Regions from separate parts of the Mus musculus genome. Here region 2 is linked to region 1. The links are chromatin contacts, called in public Hi-C maps. All regions are on one chromosome and are shown on one strand. Each heading gives the region's core, a stretch centred on a gene start, on an enhancer-like site or on the middle of the called end of the contact. The rest is flanking DNA. Distances are from core to core; before and after follow the strand shown. Region 1 has its middle 69 kb from the start of Slc4a7. Region 2 overlaps Nek10 (NIMA (never in mitosis gene a)- related kinase 10).

Region 1 (4,902 bases), core at 352-2,851:
ATAGTAGTAGTAGTAGTAGTAGTAGTAGTAGTAGTACCACCAAACAAGTAGAGGACAAGTCTAAGGAAACCAGAAACTGATCTAAGAAGCAAATACAATCCTTGGGGTTGGAGATGGCTAGGTGGTGGAGACGCCTCTGCAGGGAGCTTCCACCTGTGAAGGAGCTTGTAGCATGGCTTGTGACTCCTCGGGAAGGAAAGAAGGACTAGAGCTCTCAGGGTTTGTTTCCCCAGCAGCCCATTTCTTCCTGCTCTGCCCCACCTCCTAATTTACTGTGGAGCCTCCCTTCCCCCAAGCTATCAGCTCGAAATGAATATGGGAGCCTGTAGGGTTCACATCCAAGCCAGGGCGCCAGCTAAACCTCCCCTCCACAGACAGACTCTATCAACTGGCTTGGAAGATAGCAATTATCATTCATCTGCCTTTTAACTGTACAGCTCGGTTGCTTCCGAACCTTAGAGAAAGCCAATGAGCAAGTTCAAGTCCTTTGTGTTTTCTCCTGAAAACACAAAAAAAGGTAAAAGAAACATTAAGCAGGACCCTCAGGATCCCATGGTTTAAATAACAGCTGGAATTTTCCATTTTCCTGCGGTAACCCATTGTTGCACGTGTGTGTTAAGTAACGTGTGAAACTAAGAAGAAACAGGGCAGGAGTGAAACAGATAGTGCCTACTGCAGGTAGGAACAAAAGCAACTTCCAAATCTCTTGGGGATATTTAAATATCATCCCAGTGTGAATGACTAACAAACACTGTGTCTCCTAAGCTAAGAATCACACCAACAATCAGGGAGACTTTGGAAGTCAAGCCAGCAAGACCTCCCGAACGCTTTTGCCCTTCTGACCTACACTTTTCTTCCTTCCCCAAGGAGACAGTGCCCACCCCCACAGCACAGCCCCGCCAAAGCACTGGGCCGGGGTGTGAGCTCGGAGCGGGTGCCCGTGTCTCCACTACTCAAGCCTGACTGTGGCCACATAGGCTCTGTCTGGCTCAGGAAGAGGAGTGAAAGGAAGAGGTCGCTCCATTCGGCTAGAGAGAGGGAGCGCACAGAAGTTAACCTCAGCTGCCTCGAATTACATCTGTCTACACATGTATGTCAAAAGCTGCTTAGAAATTAAGCGAGGCTAACTTCTCTTTATGAGTTCTCTTTCATCTCGGGAATTCAAAGCGTTTTGTCACAAAACCGTCATCTTTGGCATAAAAAAATGTAAATTCGAAGTTCAGGTCCTTTAAACTTTCGCGAAGCAGGGGTGGGGAGGGAGGTGGGGGGAGTGCTAAAATAAAAGTAATCCTTTTATCATTATAAGATCCAAGTAGCCAACAAAAGACCACACAGCCTGGAAAAAAAAAAAAAACCCCGCTTTAGATGAAAGGCCTCCACCTCCTCTTCTAAGGCATTCATCTAATTAAAATCACAATTAAGTCAAGGGGGCGAGAGCAGTGACTAAGACTCTAAAGCAGATGCGAAGCACTTTGACTCATACAGGATATGTTGGATTTTCTCGACATTTGGCAAAAGAAATTCGAGTCCTATCCACCCTTCTCTGACCCAGTAAACTCCCTCTCAGGGGCGGGGTGGCGAGGCTCTAAGGAGCCCACAGGTCCAGTGGTGCTGTCTACACATGAATTTTATAGTAAGGAAAACCTTGGAATCTCCCCGGCTCCGGCTTCTGAGTCATTCGTGGGTGTTTGTTTTTTGGGGCTCTGGCTTTGAGTCACCACCCTTCCTGCCGTTGCTCCTCTCAGTCGGGAGGGGGTGGGGGGTGCAATGAGTAAAAAGAAACAAATATCTGTGGCGTTTAGAAGTGGGACTTGGGCGTTGGTGGCTTGATTTTATACGTCCGCCTTTACTTTGAGATTCGCTCTTTCTTTGGTAAGTGTGTAAGATTTGAAAACTACAGCGGGAAAGAGGAAGAAGAGAGTTGAGAACGGCTGAGTCTTTTAAGGATGTGACCTAGGCAAGCGGAAAGAGTGGCCAAAGTAAAAATAGGTGGCTGTGGCTGGGGGGCTGGCAGGGCAGCCGAGTCCACAGTCCAAGCCCAACTGAGCCAGAAGCCTTCAGGGAGACCCGCAAAAGCTTTGAATTTCAGCCCAGTGGAATGTGGAGATTGAAATTTGAAACTGGGCCTTTTGTATGCAGCAGGAGACTGCCATTCCTAGCATAAATACATAGAAACATAATACAGCATAAATACAGGTGCCTGTACAGATACTTGGCTGAAATGTCTGGACCATGAAAACCAAGCCTGGGGCTTCTCAGCCTGACCACTGAGGAAGAAAAGAGTGTTACCTGCTCCCTCTCTCATTTATAGGAGAAAGCACCTCATCACCTCACTACAAAGAGGAAAACAGATAAACTTGGGGCTGTCTTCCTGGGGCATTGACATTTAAAAGTAAACAGAATCCATGTCTTGTTTTCTTGAGTTTGCTGTTTGTTTGTTTGTTTGTTTGTTTGTTTGTTTATATTCTCCGTGTATGGGTGTTTTGCCCAAATAGATGTCTAGTACAGAATGTGGAGAAACTGCTTCCTGTGGCCAGAAGGGGCGCTATATCCCCCTGGAACTGGAGTTACAGATAATTGACCCCCACCATGAGGATTCTGGGAAACAAACCTGGGTCCTCTGCAAGAACAAGAAGTGTTCTTAACTGCTGAGCTCTTTCTTGAGTCACACTGCCTTGTTTTTCAAGATAAGTATCTTAGGTTATTACAAATGAACTCCTGAACTAATTACTTTGTACACACATATATGTAAGAGACACTCAAGGCCTATTCCAAATCAACACACCTAATTGTGTCTTTGTGGCTAACAAACCTGTCTCTGGCTAACTTTATCTATCTGCTCTTTCCAGAATAATTCAGCTTGCATCTTACTTAATATTGAGTACACCTTCTCAGAAAGGGGACCAATGAGATAGTGTCAGATGTTATCACAGCAGCTCATTCTGCTCCTAAGTTCAATGTTTGGTATAGCTAAGAATCAAGCCTCTGGGGCGTGTCTCCCATGCTGGCTTGGTTCTTTAGCTATGAGCTACCTACCAAGTTGTACCAGACTCACATCACACCTCCTGCACAGCTGCCATGGAGCTTTTCAGGATAGACATTGATTATGAATCCTGTGGTCTCTTGCAAAAGCATAGTATTTGAAAGTGTGGTAGTCCTTTCTGTGCAGAAGAGGCCAGTTTCAGAGAAAAAAAGAAATGAGTTCATACCTCACAGATGAGATGACAAAGTGCTGCAAACTGGAGTTTATGTTTTTAAGTAAGGGCTGAGTGTGTATCTTAGTTGGTTAAATGCTTGCCTAGCATGTATGAAGTCTTCAGGTCAATCCCCAGCAGGCATGTTGACACATATCTGTAGACCCTGGACATAGGAGGACCAGAAGCCATCTTTCTACAAAGGGAGTTTGAAGCCACCCTAGGATTTATAAGACTTGGCCTCAAAAACTCAAATGGGGTTGAGAAGATAGCCCCAGGGTTAAGAGTACATGTGGCTCTTCTAGAGGACTTTATCACCCACCCAGACAGTTCATATGTGTCTATAATTCTAGCTCCAGGGGTTGCTCATTCTTCTGACATTCCCACATGTGACAGACACTGACACAGACATTCATACATACACATAAAGTAAAACAAATGTACAATCATTCCGTAATGTCTGGAGAGATCATAGATGGAATGTGCTTCCTGGGGGCTACTGTTGGGCCATATAGCAAGAACAAATCAGCTCTGCCCTTCAAGGAACTTGGCATCTTGTTAGAGGTATGGTTTGCCCTATTCCTCCAGAATTGAAATATCTAGTTCAGAGTGTTTCCACTCCCTATGAGAACTGAGCTGCTCAAAGCAGGGATATTGGTTTTGTTCACTGTTGTATCTAAGCACCTAGAATGGATCTTTGCATACATTGGTCTGGCATGGTGAATGTCTTAGTCTGTGTGATAAATACCGTGATTCTCTTGATCAATGTTCTATTGCCATGAAGAGACATCATGGCTATGGCAACTCATATAAAAGAAAGCATTTCATTGAGACTGGCTTACAGTCTCAAAGGTTTAACCCATTGCCATCATGGCAGGGTAGAGAAGCACCTGAAAGTTTACATTGGGTATTCAGGCAGCAAGAAGAGAGAGACTCTGGTCTGGCTTGGGCTTCTGAAATCTCAAAGCCTGCACCAATGACACACTACCCCCAACAAGGCCATACAGTAGGCCCCAAGAACAATTTACTGAATGGACATATGTGGTATACAAATAGTGTATGTGTGTGTATATGTGTGCTTGCTCACGTGGGGGTAGGTTGGGACTCATATATCTAGTTCTTTTCCTAAGTTTAGATATAGAAGTAGTAATAGGACTCAGTTTAGGGAAGATCAACATTAAGGTGCTTAGAGAAAAAAAAAACAAACTTAATGGTCAAAGGGAAAACTTTTTTAAAAAGATGATCATTTTATGTAGCCTGGGCTAACCTTGAGTGCTGAGATGACAGACTTAAGCCAACACACCTAGAAAGAACTGTTTTTAAATTTTACGATGTGATCTGGTAATGGCAGTACATGAGTTTAATCCTAGCACTCGGGAAGCAGAGGCAAGTGGATCTCTCTGAGCCTGATGTACATAGTGAGTTCCTGGACAGCCACGGCTACATAGTGAGACCCTGGCTCAAAAAAACAAAACAATTAACAATTTGAAGGGTGCTTACTGCCATGCCTGGTGACATGAATTCAATCCCTAGCAGCATTATGTAGCAGTACCCACATGATGGAAGGAGAGAAATGACTCCTGAAAATTATCCTCTGACCACAGCACTTGTGCATGAATTATGAGCATATGTACACACAAAACAGTGAAAGTGAAAAACAATTAATTTAATGAGTTGGAAAAATTGCCAATGCTCAAATTTCAGTAAC
Region 2 (4,667 bases), core at 980-3,479, 210 kb after region 1:
CATGTTTTTAAATACATTTAAAAAGCTCTTAAAGTCAAATGTCTTAAGTTAATGATGACAAGATTATTGTCAATAGCCAGCATTGGCTGGCCAGATCACTTACATGATGTAAGGAAATATGAAGTCATTACAAAGTATCCACCCTTCATTACATATTTATAAATTCAAGATAATATAAGGAAAGATCTTGGTTTTAGGCTTTTTGTGCTTTAAAAACAATTTTCTAAGAAACTCCTCTCATGTCTTATAGTACCTTAAATTTTGTTATGAGGAATGACTAACAGGTGATTATATAGGCTGAGCAGCTATTCAACAACTTTGCTTATTGAGAGAATAAAAAACAATTTTAGGGCATGTCATTGAGTTGGAATTCCCAGTCTCCCAAGACTGGGAGATAAGAAAGGTGATTATTTATTTATTTATTTACTTACTTTAAAATTTATTTTAGCTTTTTTTTTTTTCAGGATAAGAGATTAGACAAGTACTCTACCACCAAACTCTATCCTAGCCTTTATGTTTACTTTTTGTTTTTTTAAACTTTTGATATGGATCTCACTAAGGCAGCTTCAAATTTGCAGTCTTCTTGTCTCAGCCCCTCTTGTAGCTAAATAACAGGTCTATCCACATCATGCTATTTTATTTACTTATTTATTTTGCTCATTTATCCTTACATGAGAAATTGTCGCACCATGTAGCCCATGTTGGACTAAAACTTCAAATGATCTGTTTCAGCTTCTTGAATGTTGAGTCCTGTGTTAACAGACCAGCAAAAAGTGATTTATGCTAAACTCGGTCTTGAGAACTCATTCTGAGCTAGATTAATAGAAGATCATGCCTAGTGGAAATGTTACCTTTGAATACAAAATTTCCCTACAGTCTCCTGTGTTGATACTTGGTGCCCAACTGTGCTGCTATATGGAGAGTCAGTGGGAACCTTGAGGCAGGACTGAGCTGGAAGAAGAAGGGGCCACAGAAAGATGCCTGCTCCAGCCCCTTCCTACCATTCTCTATGCTACCATGAATTGAGCATTTTTTCTCTGCCTCACTTTCTTTAAATTGTTTCTCTCAGTGTTTGTCACAGCTATGGAGACTGAACAGAGTCACCTTAAATCCTGGGAAGGTGATTCATGCTCAGTGTTTAAAATGTTTATTTGTTTGTTTGTTTGTTTATATGTATATGAGTGATCTGCGTTAGAACAGACACACACACAGAAGAGGGAATCAGATTCTATTACAGATGGCTGTGAGCCACCATATTGCTGGAAAATGAACTCGGGACCTCTGGAAGAGCAGCCAGTATTCTTAGCCATCTCTCTAGCCCCCTTGTTTAGTTTTTAAAGAGAAATCTAACTGAAGATGTACCTCACTGAGTGAAGTCCATGTCCATATATTGTAAAGGACATCACCACTTTAACATAAGCATTCACACTGTCTATGCTTCTCTGAGCCTATTTCTTAAACATTTTGCTGCAAGGTGAATCAAAGAATCAGGTTACTATGTATATCTTATATAAGATGCACCGTGAAACTATTCAGTTCAAGTCATTCTGGGATTTTTGAGAGCTTTCAGAATTCTTTCAACTTTGGGGGCATTCAGGAAGAAACCATGAATCACTAAGTCCTGTGTCCCACCCTTGAGTGCCACAGGCCCAGGAGTACTGAGCAGTTCTTACTTACCTCTCTGCCATCCTAGGCTCATCCTAAGACCTGCACTCTTGTTTCCTATGTACTTTTGGTGCTGGCTTTCTGACTGGCTTATTGGGTTGGTCTTTCATGCAGTACATGGAGATCGTGGCCAACGAGTACCTGGGCTACGCTGAGGAGCAGCACTGTGTGGACAAGCTGGTCAATATGACGTGTAAGCATTGTTGCCAGGCACCCAAAGAATCTCGTGGACTTGGGAGAAAGAACACCTGCTGCTCTTATTATTGTTCCACTCACATGGTGTGTGCCTTTGTGCCAATGGTATCACATGTCCCCACATCTCCCCATGGCAGCTCTTTCTTTGGCAAGCATATTTGTTTCAAGGAAGAAGTCTTTCATAAAAGCGACATCTGTTGTGACATTGAAAGAAAACCTTTTGATTTCTGTGAAAATGTCAGAACCAGGGATTTTTGCTTCTAAAATTGGGTAATAATTATGCCTAGCTCATATAATGTAGACTACCCACAACATGAAAAGGAAAACTGAGAATCTCCCCTGAAAACAGCAATGTGGAAGCTGTGGCCAGGGTGTGAGACATCTCAGACATTCTTCTGGCTTCCTCAGAAAGCTTGACCAGTTTCTCTTCCTTCTCTCTCCTATTGCCCTTCACCCACCCCTCCCCCTTGCAGTCCCTCTAGGTGTGGTCAGCCACAGGATTCCTGCTGCTTTGGGTGCCAGCACAAGCCCATTGTACTTGTGTGGATAGACTGGTTTCTCATGCTTTGCTGGTTGGGCCTACGGTGGCTCTTAGGGGCAGGGGAGATGCTGGGCACCAGGATGTTCCTTTGAGGACAGCTTTCTCGGTGCAGGTCTTATGTTCTGCCTGGCCTCCCATCTCTTTGTAAGCTGGAATAATGAGTAGGGTCTTTTAAGTCCATGCCATGACCTTGTAATAAATAAGGTTCAGGAACCTGTTCAACTTTAAATGCACGGGGAGTTTGCTTTTGTGCTATTTGCAGATTTACTATACTAGGTGAGCTTCTAGAGTTGAACTAGGCAGCCCTGTCCTCCACTATTCCTTTTGTGGGTCTCTGCTCCCACTCTCTCGTTCTTCTCTTTCCTGTCACTTCTGAGGAGCCAGAGTTTCATGACAGCTGTTTCTCGATCTCCCTTTGAATGATTTCTTTCTTTAATAGATATTTTTCAAAAACTTGCTGCTGTGAAAGACCAAAGAGAATGGGTTACTGCAAGTGGAGCCCACAAGGTGAGTGGGCCCCTAGAGTGCTGAGGTTCTACATGGCCCTGTGTGTCATCAGTCGCTCTCCAAGTTCAGAGCTTAATACTCAAGCTACATGTCATTATAAGTCGTAAGACTATGCACCCAGCCTAAAATGGCTTCTCTACTTATCTTCTTATGTTCTTTACCAACACAAGGAATCAATAAATGGTGCAGCATATGAAGGTTTTTACTTTTCAATTCTACTCCAGCTGAGTGCATCACTTAACTTTAATGTTAAAGCGAAATCCATCTGTATTGTAAGGTTTTATAATTAGAATAATATGAAATCAGCATTTTCTGTAAGTCAGAGATAATTGAATATAGCAATTTATGGGATGCAGACTCACAAGGTGGTATGGTATTGTAAGCTATGGATTAAGTATTCATTTTAAGGTGCTAAAGATGCAGTTCAGAGAAAGACCTTGGGTCCTGGACTCTGTATTCCCAGGAACACCCCTCCCCCACCACCATACACACACACACACACACCCACATGTCAGTGTGTACCGTAAAATACATGAATGTTGGTTTAGTGGTAACAGACATTTAACAGGCAGATGTGTAGAGCTGATTTCAATAACCTGTTGAGTCCTCCTATCTCAGGAATGCCTAACTTGTGCTGCTTGTGGTCTTATGCTTCTGGGAGAGAGTTTAGGTGACACACAGTAGTTTTCACTTTAACAGACAGTGATTTTATTGATGTTGCTTACAATCTGACAAAACAATAACATTAAGGTGTTAAGTTGGCTTAGCAACAATTTTGAAAAGGATGTTTGTAGAATTGAAGTTTGTGAACCATATCACACAGTGGTGGAGATCAAGGAGGAGTCCAAGAGAGATGCTAACTTCAGCATAAGGAAGTGTAAAGGGATCCATGGGATGAAAACAAAAGTGCATCCCCGCATCCCCGCAGAGCTTTCACAGCTCTGACACTAGGATGTTTGGCAAGAAAGTAGTGGGGGACAGGAGTCTGTGGTCTGAAAAATTGGAGAAAGAGCATTTACATTAATGGGGATTCAATGAAGGCATTCTTCTCCAAGGAAAGGCATGATGGATTAAGCAATTTGGTCCTAGTTATAAAAAGGTTATGTTTTCAGTGGTTTGCAATCTGTGGGTTGTGGCCCCTTTGATGGTCAAAAGACCCTTTCACAGGGGTTGCATATCAGATATTCTGAGTATCAGATATTCACATTACAGTTCATAGCAGTGGCATAATTATACTTATGAAGTAGTGAGGAAGTAATTTTATGTCACCACAACATGAGGAACTGAATTAAGGGGTTATAACATTAGGAAGAGTGAGAACCACTGGTTCAAGGGTTTACGTGGGTAACATTGGGAAGAAAAATACAAGTAATTATATATATATATATATATATATATATATATATATATATATATATATATATATATTCTACTGGTGTACACACACATTTTTTAATTGAGCAAAAGAACAGAATCCAGAAAAAAAAAAAGCAAAAGATCAGTGTCTGTGATTTTTAGGAAGAGTACACAATATTCAAGAAGCTCCTGGGACTTTGGTAATTGCATTCTCTTCTTTCCTTCAGACATTAGTGAGTTTGCTTGGTGCCCGAGACACCACTGTCCTCTTGGGTGCTCTGCTGGCACTGGCCAGCTTAGCAGAGAGGTAAGTGCATCTCAGCATGCTCCTCTGTGCAGGCAGCATCGTGGGTGGGAGACACAAACACACAGGCTACTCTGTTACCTGCTCCTCTGTGCAGCA

Evidence for each region. Hi-C and Micro-C count contacts between places; a contact is called where the count stands out from the background.
Region 2: a contact with region 1 is called in a Hi-C map of myocytes, with 2.0 times the contacts expected there. The contact joins two enhancer-like sites. A contact is called at or near these places in 6 of 484 Hi-C or Micro-C datasets (adipose-derived mesenchymal stem cells, cortical neurons, muscle stem cells and 2 more).

Annotation. Positions count from the first base shown.
Region 1 is chr14:14,631,665-14,636,566 of GRCm38.p6, forward strand. No RefSeq gene overlaps it. Among named protein-coding and RNA genes, the nearest start is that of Slc4a7, 69 kb to the right of the region's middle. Within about 2 kb of position 1,602, at least 282 of the 459 cell types and tissues checked have an H3K27ac peak or open chromatin away from gene starts, as enhancers often do. A contact at or near this core is called in muscle stem cells and myocytes, where this site is marked.
Region 2 is chr14:14,841,007-14,845,673 of GRCm38.p6, forward strand. Nek10 (NIMA (never in mitosis gene a)- related kinase 10) reads left to right here. Exons shown (of 35, transcript NM_001195229.1): 7 at 1,780-1,858; 8 at 2,841-2,908; 9 at 4,492-4,571. Among named protein-coding and RNA genes, the nearest start is that of Nek10, 23 kb to the left of the region's middle. Within about 2 kb of position 2,230, at least 32 of the 459 cell types and tissues checked have an H3K27ac peak or open chromatin away from gene starts, as enhancers often do. A contact at or near this core is called in muscle stem cells and myocytes, where this site is marked.